Regions from separate parts of the Danio rerio genome. Here region 1 is linked to region 2. The links are chromatin contacts, called in public HiChIP or PLAC-seq maps. All regions are on one chromosome and are shown on one strand. The core of a region is the stretch at or near the end of the contact, and the rest is flanking DNA. Distances in the headings are between cores, read along the strand shown.

Region 1 (6,095 bases), core at 1,216-3,715, 170 kb after region 2:
ATACAAAATCCAGTTTTACACCTGCTATTTGGGACCCATTCACACAGATATACATAAACTCCTAGCTTTACTATATTACAGAACATATACAATCTTCAATCTAGTACCAGAAATGAGGCTCATGTGTTCCCCCAATTCCATTGTACATTTTCCCTATAGAAACGCTTCAGATCTACAGCTGTACACTTGCCTTGAGTAAAATAATAACCAGGCATTTAAATGCAAGTCGACTTGTCAGTTTAATTCTTGCATGCTTTTACAAATGAAACCGGGTTGAAGTGCCTGAAGAAACCTCACTTAAAGCACAGTAAGAACATTCCCTTTAACTGTACAAAAATATGCCAGAAAATATTTTACTTTTTTTTTTTTAAAAAGATGAGGTATGTTGGTCATGTATCAAAATGCTTCCTGCCATACCTGTGTGTTCTAGAGTGGTTATCTGCGTAAAATATCCCCATACTTGGAGGGAAACTGAACCGGATAGAAAAAAAAAGAAACATTTGTGACGTACAGAAATTACATAAGACCTCAGAAAAAGTTCCATCCTGAACAGTGTTTCAGAATTGCCTCCATTCAGTCAAGCAGCCATTTGCCAGCTCCCTGTAGAGATACGGGTGGGATGGGAATGCATAGTTCAGATTTTACATTTTGCGCTCCACCACAGTTTAAGCAGTTTCACTGCAACCCCACAGAATAACCACACATTATGGCAAGCTACTTTAACATTTACTGCTTTCTAACTAACTAGCATTAATTTTTTTCAAGTGACTTGTACTTATTAGTGATTCAATAGTGGTTAGTGTCTCAAATTCACTAGCAATTTATTTATATAATACCCTATAATTTAATTCTTCAGGTCACTATACTAGATTAGTACCAAATGGAATGGCTTAATATTATTAGTAGTATTAGGTACAGGCAAAATTGGAGAATGTGCCAGCAATAACATTTCAATCAGCTGAGAAAACATGTTACAATTTGTTAAAATTAATAGCACAAGAGTTACTTGCCATAAGTGATAGTGACTAGCAGCAAAGGAATAAAGTGTTTTCGCTAAAGTACTAGAAATAAAATAAATCCTTGTGTGTCATTCACTGGCATTTGAGTGATGGTCAAATAAGACCATACCGTGCAGTTTCAAGGAGTAAATGTTAAAAGAGCTTGCCATACACACACAGCACAGTCAATGTTTGGACCATGTTGTCACTTTTTTTCTTAACGTTACGCGTCTCGTAACGCACGTTCCTCCGTCTAAACCGGGACAACCACCGAGGCAGAGTCAAAAAATAACCTGAAGATGCGCAATGCCTCCTTGGTCATGGAGGAGTTTGTCAGTTAGTAAGTGAAAACCAGGTCTGAAAAGTTCGCCTCCAGCCAGTCTCCCGCGATCATCTCACTGAGCTCGGGAGTGCAATAGTCCGGGAACTCGAAGTGAGAACCGAGGCTGCCCTCGCTGAACGAGTCCAAATCTTTATCCACCAGAGAGAGGCAAAGGTTTCCTGAAGTGTTCCCCAAGTCCGCGGTGTGAGAGCCCGCCGCTAAGTTCAAACTGAAGTCCACCAGCAAGTCGTCGGAGTCCTCGCTGGAGCTGCTGGACGAAGAGGAGACTGACCTGAAAGAAGATGCTGGTGACACCGAGGCAGGGTAAGCTGCGCTCTGCTTGGTAATGTTCTTGAAGTTGTAAAACAGTCTGCTGCCGTGAGTCGCGCTCGTGTGCCGGGACTCCTCGTACATGCTCGCGCCATGCTCGGACTCCGCAGCGGAGCTCAGCGTGGGGCTCGCGGGGACGTTGTGCAGCCTAATGTGCTCCTCGTCCTCGTAGTCATCCTCCTCGTCGTCGTCATCATCATCATCGTCGTCGTCGTCTTCGTCGTCAGTAAGTTCCCTTTTGATAGACTTGGTCACTTTTAAGTTTGTGAAAACATAGTTGAATCTGCAGTCTTGTGTGGATGCTCTGGCGGTAATGTTCCCCGGTTTGCTGGGCTTGAGTTTGGCGCACTTCTTCCCTGCGGCTGCTTTGACACTTTTGCTAATCTTCTCCGGCGACTGCACTGCTGGTTTTGAGGAGCTGTCGAGCTTTGGTTTTTTCTTGGGTCTGTATTTGTAGTCGGGGTAGTCAGCCATGTGTTGGAGCCGGAGCCGCTCGGCTTCGCGGATAAAGGGAATCTTTTCGCTGTCCTTCAGCATTTTCCACCGCTTCCCCAGCCTTTTGGAGATCTCTGCGTTGTGCATGTCTGGAGACTGCTCCATGATTTTTCTCCTCTCGATTTTGGACCATACCATAAACGCATTCATGGGTCGTTTGATGTGGCCGGTGGCTGTCTTGCACCAGTCCGGTTTCGGTGGCACCGGGCTGCAAGCCATCATTTCGCTCTCCTCGGTGTCTGTGGTCTCTCGCGAAACGCTGCTCTCCGTCTCGCTGTGGTCCGTCTGCTGCACCATGTTCAAACACACTTTTCCCTCTTGATAGACTCTAGCAGCTGCCGCACTCCAAGTCAAACCTCTTTTCAAAGTTACCGACTGCCTTCTTAACTAGTTCCTTGGTTTTTCATGTCGATTACGTCACGTATGATTATCCAATAGCGTGCCGCGTCTCCTCCCACCAAAGCCTAGACGTTCTTAACCCTTCGCTGCCGGAGTAGACTAGACTGCTAGTCAATGATTTAAGTGGTGCCTTTATAACCAAATGACAGGCTACTGTGGCACCATAATATGTATTTACTGATCTAAAACAAATTTAAGCCAGCTTTATAATTAACCAAACAAATATTAAGTGAGTGCCAGGCTTATTGCGTAGTGCAAATTGAGTTATGTTTTTTTTTTTTTTTAAATGAACATTTATTTGTTTTTGCACATGAGGGATTGTAATATAAAAAAGTAAATTATACATCTATGTTTTCTTCAAAGAGCTGACATCTTAGTTCACAGCATGCAGTTCAGATAGTGGATTCGGACATGCCTTGTTGCCATCCTACCTCAGTACACAGCCCAAGATTTCATTTGTGAGCACGCCTGTGGGTGGGATTTTCATTACGTGTGCGAGACAGGCATATTGAATGAACAGCGGATCGTTCAGAGCGAGGGGATAGAGATAAAGTGAGAGGATAAACATTTAGTGTATCTGCATTTGAAATATAGACTTACAAATTGCCTGGCTGCTTTTGATTATTATGTAATTCTTGTAGTCCTGTAAACATTTCTCAAAATGGTTTTATATTTTTTTTACACTAAAAATCAATTTTGAAAGATAAATACGTCATGATGTTACCTCATACCTGATTTAAAGGGTTGATTTATAGGGTATTTACTCAACCTCATATCATTTCAAACCCACAAAAGAGCTTTTTTTTTGTCTTCAGGACACAAATTAAGATATTTTAATGAAATGAGAACTGAGATTCACCCAATTCTGATTCTTAAAAACATTCATAAAGAAGCTGTTTAGTTTGATCCGTGTTTATATGTGAATAAAGGCTAAATAGGGATTTATTTGTACTTTATTTTTGATTGTTTTAAAGCATCAAGTATTTTGGGTGGATATACTTCCAATGGGACAAAAATCTCTCAGATTTATATAAATACATAATCTGTTTTCTGAAAATAAACAAATTTCTTGAGTTAAAAATTACACAAGGTTGAGTAAATGATGACAAACATTTTTAATTTTCATTTAAAATCACAAATTAGAAAGAATTAAAGTATTGAATTTTCTATAACAACAAACAGTATGGGAATCAATCCCTTTTTATGGAGGTACTCTTCATAAAAGCCCACTTATATAATTTAAACATTGAATTAAATTGAACCAACAATGTTTTGCAACACTTTATAGATATAATAGTTCGTTTTAATTCAGTGTTCAAATATATATATATATATATAAATATATATAAAATATATATATATATATATATTTTTTTTTTGTAAAGAAGTGCAGTTGGTTGAAAATATACAGTACACACTGCCATTAAAAGCTTGCGGTTAGTTTACACTTTGATTCCTTTTGCATTTAAGAGAGTCTGCCGGAGCTGCGTGCTTGACTTTACTGATTTACATCTTGACAATGTGCTGTCAGTGTTAATGTTGATTATACATCCCTGTCCCACTTCCTCTATATTATGCAAGGAAAATGTATGTAGGTTATTACTCTAAAGCCTGAGCTCATAATAGAATAATGATGTTATATACAACCCGGCCGTCTCGACCTACATATTTACCTTGCATATTTCTTTTTATAAAATGATGTGTCCAGACAGGAGAGGGAGTGCAAAGATTTGCTGTGTCAAGGAGGTGAGCAACCCTCTCTCTCTCTCTCAGAGTCTCTAGACCACCCTACAACCACGGCTCTGGCTGACAGCCAGCTCTGTCTCTGATAAACCTCTCTGCAGTTCTCTCATTTCTCCTTCCCCTAGAGGGCAATCATTTACCCCTTTGAATCTGTCCTGCCCTGCCCCCACGCATCACTTCCTCCCCCACCTCAGACTCATGCAGTGACACATTAGAAATGCAGCGAGGGGATTTTGCAGGGCAGTTTTGCATTGAGATATTGAGATATAGCCCAAGATTAATTTTCACGGGCAGCGTCTCCTGCAGACCAGACCACCCCCTTCCCTCCCGTCACGTCTTCCCACTGAGACTGGCTGCTTCTGAGGGCTGTCTGCCACAAGCCACATGTCTTTCCATCTCAGAGCCATTGATCATGATATTTCGCTGCCTTTTCAGTTACTTTGCATAGTTTTTATTAAATCTGACTATGTCACACCCCCCAAGAACTAAAGTCACCAAAGGTTGACATGTTGGCGAAAATACCTGTGTATTCATCTGATATGCAAATAATAATTCTCACGTATTCTTGTTTATCTTAAAAAATAAATGGGTAACATCATTTAAAATAGGAGTGAGCTATAAAAATGCTCAAATATAGAGCAAGAAAATGTATAGACCATTTTGAGGAATGTAAACAAAAACAATTGTCCCAAAGTATTTTCTGTTTTACTGTTTTATTTTAATTTCTGTTGCTTCAGAAAATCCAAAAAGAGCCACATATTGATTAGGGATGTCCAGATGCAATCATGTGATTAGAAATCGGGCCCGATCATGCAGTTTCATACTCGATCAGAATCTATATATATTTATATTTATATATATATATAAACAGTTAAAGTCAGAATTATTAGCCCCCCAATTTTTTTTTCTTTTTAAATATTTTTGTATAAAATGTTTAATAGAGCAAGGAAATTTTCACAGTATGTCTGATAATATTATTTTCTTCTGGAAAAAGTCTTATTTGCTTTATTTTGACTGGAATAAAAGCAGTTTTAGTTTTTTTAAATAAACATTTTAAGGTCAAAATTATTAGCCCCTTTTAGCTATATATTTTTACATATAAACATCTAATAAAATATTATTTACTGTTATGAAGGCAAAGATAAAATAAATAAGTTATTAGAAATGAGTTATTAAAACTGTTATGTTTAGAAATGTGCTGAAAAAATCTAAACAGTTAAACAGAAATTGGGGGAAAAATAAACAGGGGGGCTAATTATTTTGACTTCAACTGTATGTATATATATAAATAAATAAATAAATATATATATATATATATATATATATATATATATATATATATATATATATATATATATATATATATATATATATATATATATATATATATATTCTGATTATTTTAAACACCTTTATAGTTATGTGGTGGCACAGGGTTGGACCTCTTTCTTTACTAACACACAGAAACAGCAACGCGTGCGGCATGACATCGATTTGTTGCAGAAACACTTTTGGTTAAAGGCTGCCAAAATAGATGGCTCTATTTCTTCACTCTTCTTTATTCTTTTTTTATGTATTTTTGAAGTATCGGATCGGGTTTCGGTATCGGTATAGAAACTCAAAATCAAATGACTCGGACACGGGAGGGCAAAAAAGCCTGATCAGGACATCCCTAACATTGATGATGTTATTATAGCTGTTTAAACATAAAGTTATGATTGAATTGGCGCTTCTTACAGTTATGAAATGGTTTGGCCAATGACATCACCACAATGAAATGGTCTATATGAAATGTATGTTAATATGAT
Region 2 (5,681 bases), core at 2,502-5,001:
TGGATTAAATTAATCATACATTTAGTTTTCAAACATAGAGTATGAGAAATTAGACTTGAAGAGATGCTTACATCCATCTGGGCCTGAAATGAAGGTTTATAATATGCTCCACTATACATCAATACCCCTCACAATGTGTTGATCAGCATGCAGTGAGTCACTCCTCAGCCTCTTGTCAGCAGACTGAAGATGCTAAAAAGCTTGCTGATCACGCCTCTGAAAATTCATAAAGGACGCGTTAGTAGGCTAATTTATTCTGGCTTCAGTAACAATTTACCTATCTGTGCCGAGACATCAACGAAGCCTTGACGTAATATTTAAAGTGCTTGCGCGCGTATAGAGCAGGAAGACTAAAAGCTGGCAGGCACAGTTTGTTCCGGACATGGGAAGTCCCTGTGCATTTCATGAAAGGGACATTCAGCACTGACCAGCTGTACTACAGAGGACACTGATGCCCCTTTTCATTCTTCGCGCATTTCTTTAAATGTCACACTTGCTTCAGTCAACTTCCTCTCTTTTTATCTGCATGTCTTTAGGTTAAAAGAACCTCTTAGACATTTTTTTTACAAGTCCCTTAGAGTTAAAAGGTTGACTTTTACCATTTAATACATTCAGCCAATCTCCGGGTCTGGAAGGTTCACTGTTAGCTTAGCTTAGCATTGATAATTGAACTGGATTAGACCATTAGCATCTTGCTTAAAAATAAACAAAACGTTCTGATAATTTTGATATTTAAGGCCAGACTCTTCTGTACATTGGGTATAATACAGTAATTGGCTGAATGTATTCAACAATTTTAAAACTTAGCTGTTCAGCTCTAGGGGAAATGTAAAAGGTGGAGAGTTCCTTTAAAAACATTAATTCTAATATAAATCCTCATTTTTTCAGTTTCAGTAATGGTTTTCTAAATACTTGGTAAGTTTTAAAAATCATGTGAAAGAGCAGTTTTAGGAGCTTAAAGAGCTTATTTTTTTAAAATTCTATCATTTATGTTACAACATTTACATTAATTAAGAGTTTCAACTTCATTCAACTTTTGCTGCGGAGATACAAATCCTAACTGGCTGACAATCAAAAGGTCAGGTTACACTGGCTCTAGAGTTAAATGCTTTAATCAAGCATGATCTGGGTCACCTCAGATTGGCCACAGATCAAATGCCAGAGCTGTGGCTGCTAGTCGAGTCATACTAAGCTGAGAGGCTTTGCAGCAGTCTATACAGATGAAGAGGGCACCTATCCAACTCGGGCATGCTCTTCTACAGTCCACTGATGACTATTTAAAAATACAGGACATTGTCAGACTTTGGAAATATGAAGAATTCTTTAGGAAGGATTTAAAACACTCTTATGACTAGAGGCAGGATTGGACGAAAACCGTTTTTAAGGTTTACCGTGGTTTGAAAAAGTCAAGGTTTTAAAACTGTCAACATTTCTGTTATACCGTTCATATGGTACATGTAAGATTTTTTACATTTTTTTTGTGTTTTAGGACAACAGTATCTCCAGCCTAAAATTATATCCACATATGCTGTTTTAAATTGTAAATAAATCTGTTTTTAAAGACAATAAAGAGTGCAGAAGACAAGGATTCATTTGAATTATTTAGCCTGACATGTTTACTGCTTCAGAATATTGTGAATGTTTCCCAAATTAAAATATATCGTGTTCAAAATAATTTTTTGTTTTTTACCCAGACATTTAAAAAGCACATATTTTAGAGCAGTAATCACAATACCGTAGAATTGTGATATTTTTATCCAAGATTATCATACCGTCAGAATCTTTTATCGGCCCATGACTAATAAACAATAATGTATTTGTTCCTTTTAGTTTTAGCAAAAGTTTGTACATACATGACAATACTGTCATCAAGCTTTGCGTTTACATAGATCTGCTAAAACAACTAAAAGCATTGTATTACGCATGTCGGACAGGCAGTTGGTGCATACCACTTAAAAAGAAACTCTAAAAACACAACAAAAGTTCACTAATTGTCATTTTAGTTGTCATGAACATGTGAATGTGAATATAGGGTTTCATCAAGTCAAATTTAAGACTTTAAGACCTTTTTCACACCATTATGAAAGAAATTTCAGACTTACACAAGGCTATATGCAAATGATTTTTTCTATTGGCCCAGTTAAAACATTTAAATAACCATTAAAAACAAGTGTTAAGATAATTAAACCATATTGGCAAATAAAGTTAACAAATAAACTTGTGCAAAAACTTTAATTGAGATGGAATATAAGTGATTAGATAGGTGTTAGTCCAATTGGGTAGCTTTACATGGATGTAAGAAAATTAAGCTGACTAGCTGAGATTTATTTTATTCAGCTTTAGATTTAGAAATTAAGACCCGTTTAAAGTGAATTAAGACACAATATTTCAACACAATATTTCAGTAAAAAGGCCTAAAATTAGATTTTTGACATTTTAAGACTTTAAGACCCCGTGGACACCATGGAATAGACAGAAGGCATGATATGTACGCTTGTAAGTTTTAACAAATTCGTGTTTTTGAACTTGACAATAACAGTAATATTTTCAAAAACTTTGAAAATCCAGGCCCCCAAAACACTCAATGTTTCAATAAAGAGCCAAAATGCCCAGCCAAATTGTACAAAGGAACAAACTTTTTCTGAGATTACTGCAACATAATGTCTGTCATCAGGATGAATATGATAAAATTGAATTTGAAAACTGAATGAATCAAGATAAATATAAATATAGTACTAAAACAAAAGTTTCTAATAAAATGTAATTAAAAATATGAATCAAATAAAGACATGCAAATACTAAAATAAAATACACAACAATATTTTACTAACAAAATCTATTAAAAGACCCAACTATAGAATTAGACAGACAGACAGACAGACAAATAAATAGATAGATAGATAGATAGATAGATAGATAGATAGATAGATAGATAGATAGATAGATAGATAGATAGATAGATAGATAGATAGATAGATAGATAGATAGGCTTTACTGTCAATGGGTTTATTAAAAAGGGTCATTTCACATTTATCAAATAATTCATCAAACTTCCGAGCAAACAATCAATTTGGAAAATATTTTCTGTACATGATTTAACCATAGACCATCAGTCATTATACAACAAACAATTAAGAACAACTCCCACAAACACTGAGAAAGGTCATGTTTTGACTGAGCCATATCCTGGGAAAGAAAGGCGCATGATTTCGTGTTTTCAGAGTGTCCTTGGAGTCAGTAAACAAGATGTAGGTTCACTAAAAGCAGTAGTTGTAACCTCTAATGTGTTCTTATACAGTAACTTGTATTACAGCCACTGGTGGGAAAAGCCCTATAGGGAAACCTGTTGTTCTGTAGCCAGCATCATAAAAATGACACGTATAATAACGTATATGGGAGTTTCCTTGGAGTAAGTGTATAAATTAAGCTTCTCAACATGTAGAAATAACCCAACAGATAAAACATATCTAACGTTACAGCATATTGCGTGTAACAAAATGACAACGTCTGCTACATTCACTAAAGCAAGCATAGCCGTAACGTTAACCAAAACAAATCTCTGCTGCCACGTCGGATTGGTTTAAACAAGTAACATCACTAAAATATGACGCTCTATTAATCTCTTACCTTAGGATGAATGTATGTAACAGTCAATCCGTTACTGGAATAACATCAGCTCCACGTACAACTGAGCGCAATGTCCTCCTGTACGTCCGCATTTGCAGCAGATAAATCGTGATATCATAGCGCACAGAATCACATCACATTAAGAGGTGATTATGTTACAGAAGCGGTTTATGCTCTAATTAACATCAGCTGGTCGGACTGGTCGCTCGGGCTGTTTGGAGAGGCGCCATTTGACTGCGCTTGGAGACGCGCGCGGTTGCTGCTGAAACGCGACCGATCTACTGTTATTATTTCTGGGAGATCAGATTTAGCGCTCACCGGCGCCCCCTGCTGACCACGCGACAACACTGCTGTGAGTACACGGCAGATACACTTCGACCCATGGGCAGATCAGTGTACATCGCCACCTGCTGGTGTTCAAAGAGTCTGAAAGAAAGCATATAGAATAGATGTCCTAAGTTGACCTGTGCATTACAATACTAAAATATCCTTAGTGCTATAAATGTGAAGTTATAGTTCATAAAAAATGAACTACAATTGAAATAATGTTAATTGCATTGACTGAATCAATCAGAAGTTAATTATTATTACAAAAGTTAATTAATTAGTAAATAAGTACAATTAAACTAATTTAAAAGTTTAGTAGTAAATGAGTACGTGAATGGATGAATTATTGCTTTGTTCATTCATCATATGTTGCTGGCAAAGAAAACAGACTTTGGACATTATTTATCTGTTTTATTTGTTGTTGATATTGTGACTGTTAGAATAGAATAGAATCGAATAGAATCAAATAGAATAGAATAGAATAGAATAGAATAGAATAGAATAGAATAGAAAAGAACAGAAAGCGTTTAATTGTCACGGTACATGTATAGTATGTACAATACATTAAACACAAGTGTGATGAGTTTAAGTGCATCTCACTACTCAGTGCAAACATGTAAATATATCATTTTAATACAAACAGGTTACAGTAGAAATAACTGTAGATATTAAACAATAGATGAGAGGGGGGTGAGGTGAAGTAAACAGTTCTGAGGTAGAACGAGAGATACAAGATGTATGTACATGTAAGATGATAAACAAATAGTGCAAATATGGGATGTGAGGGAGAGGTTAAGTTCCAGAGAACAGCTTTATTTATATACAGTATGTGTGTGAAGGTGAAATTAAAGTTTTATCTTTCAGTTAAACCTGAAATGATCAACATATATAAATAATTTGAAGCTTTTAGATGTCCCAGGCCCCTAATAAAAAAATGTAAGACTATATACGGTTAGACCTACTTTATATATATATATATATATATATATATATATATATATTAAGGATGGAGCCGAACCCGAATACGGTATTCGGAAAGACACGAATAGCGTGTTTTTACGAATACTTAATTCGAACAAATACTTGAAAAATTATTTGTATTCGGGAGCAAGAAAAACACTATATCAAAAAGCAGCGTTTCCTCATGAGACCACAGTGCATGCCCGCGTGAGTGAGTGAGTGAGAGAGAGAGAGAGAGAGAGAGAGAGAGAGAGAGCGAGCGAGCGAGAGAGACGCTCAGTCGGAGGGCGGGGCGGAGGTGTCTGGCACAATCTTCTCCACAGATACAGACAGAGAAGGCTCGGCTGAGCGAAAAAAATACTTATCTGCATCACTATTTTTGTTAAATAGATTTTTGTACCTTAATTGGGTTCCAGATGCAGTTTATAAACTTGTAGCGGAGTTTGATCGGGATCGGGAAGTTTGCAACCGTGTGCTCTGTTTACGCAACGTTAGCTCTGTTAGCGCGGTAATTTAGACAATAGACTGTTGACAGAGTAACGTTAACGTTCGTTTATAAAGGTTAAAATGATGCTTGTGCTGTTGTGTCGAATAGTATGCACTTATGGGAGTTATATGGTACGTCTACATTACTGTCTTTTGCAGACAGCAAGATATATGCTATAGGCTAGTTAACCTTAGCATAGCTTCCCGTCACTTTTTATTAACTTGAAACTCCTCAAATACATTTGGGCACCATGAAAAAGAGTGAGAGTGCTGCTGAGCCA

What was found. HiChIP or PLAC-seq counts read pairs in DNA pulled down with a chosen protein or histone mark.
Region 1: a contact with region 2 is called in an H3K4me3 HiChIP or PLAC-seq map of gastrula embryo, with 3 times the contacts expected there. The contact joins the promoter of sox11b here to the promoter of rnf144ab in region 2. A contact is called at or near these places in 1 of 18 Hi-C or Micro-C datasets (an unstated tissue) and 1 of 4 datasets of contacts at active chromatin or transcription factors (gastrula embryo).

What each region holds. Positions count from the first base shown.
Region 1 is chr20:32,807,988-32,814,082 of GRCz12tu, forward strand. It overlaps sox11b (SRY-box transcription factor 11b), which reads right to left and starts at 2,466. Exons shown (of 1, transcript NM_131337.1): 1 at 1-2,466. The coding sequence starts at 2,442. The coding sequence ends at 1,336. The region is part of intron 3 of LOC137488661 (a long non-coding RNA gene); the gene reads right to left.
Region 2 is chr20:32,635,698-32,641,378 of GRCz12tu, forward strand. It overlaps rnf144ab (ring finger protein 144ab), which reads right to left and starts at 3,752. Exons shown (of 8, transcript NM_001002727.1): 1 at 3,628-3,752.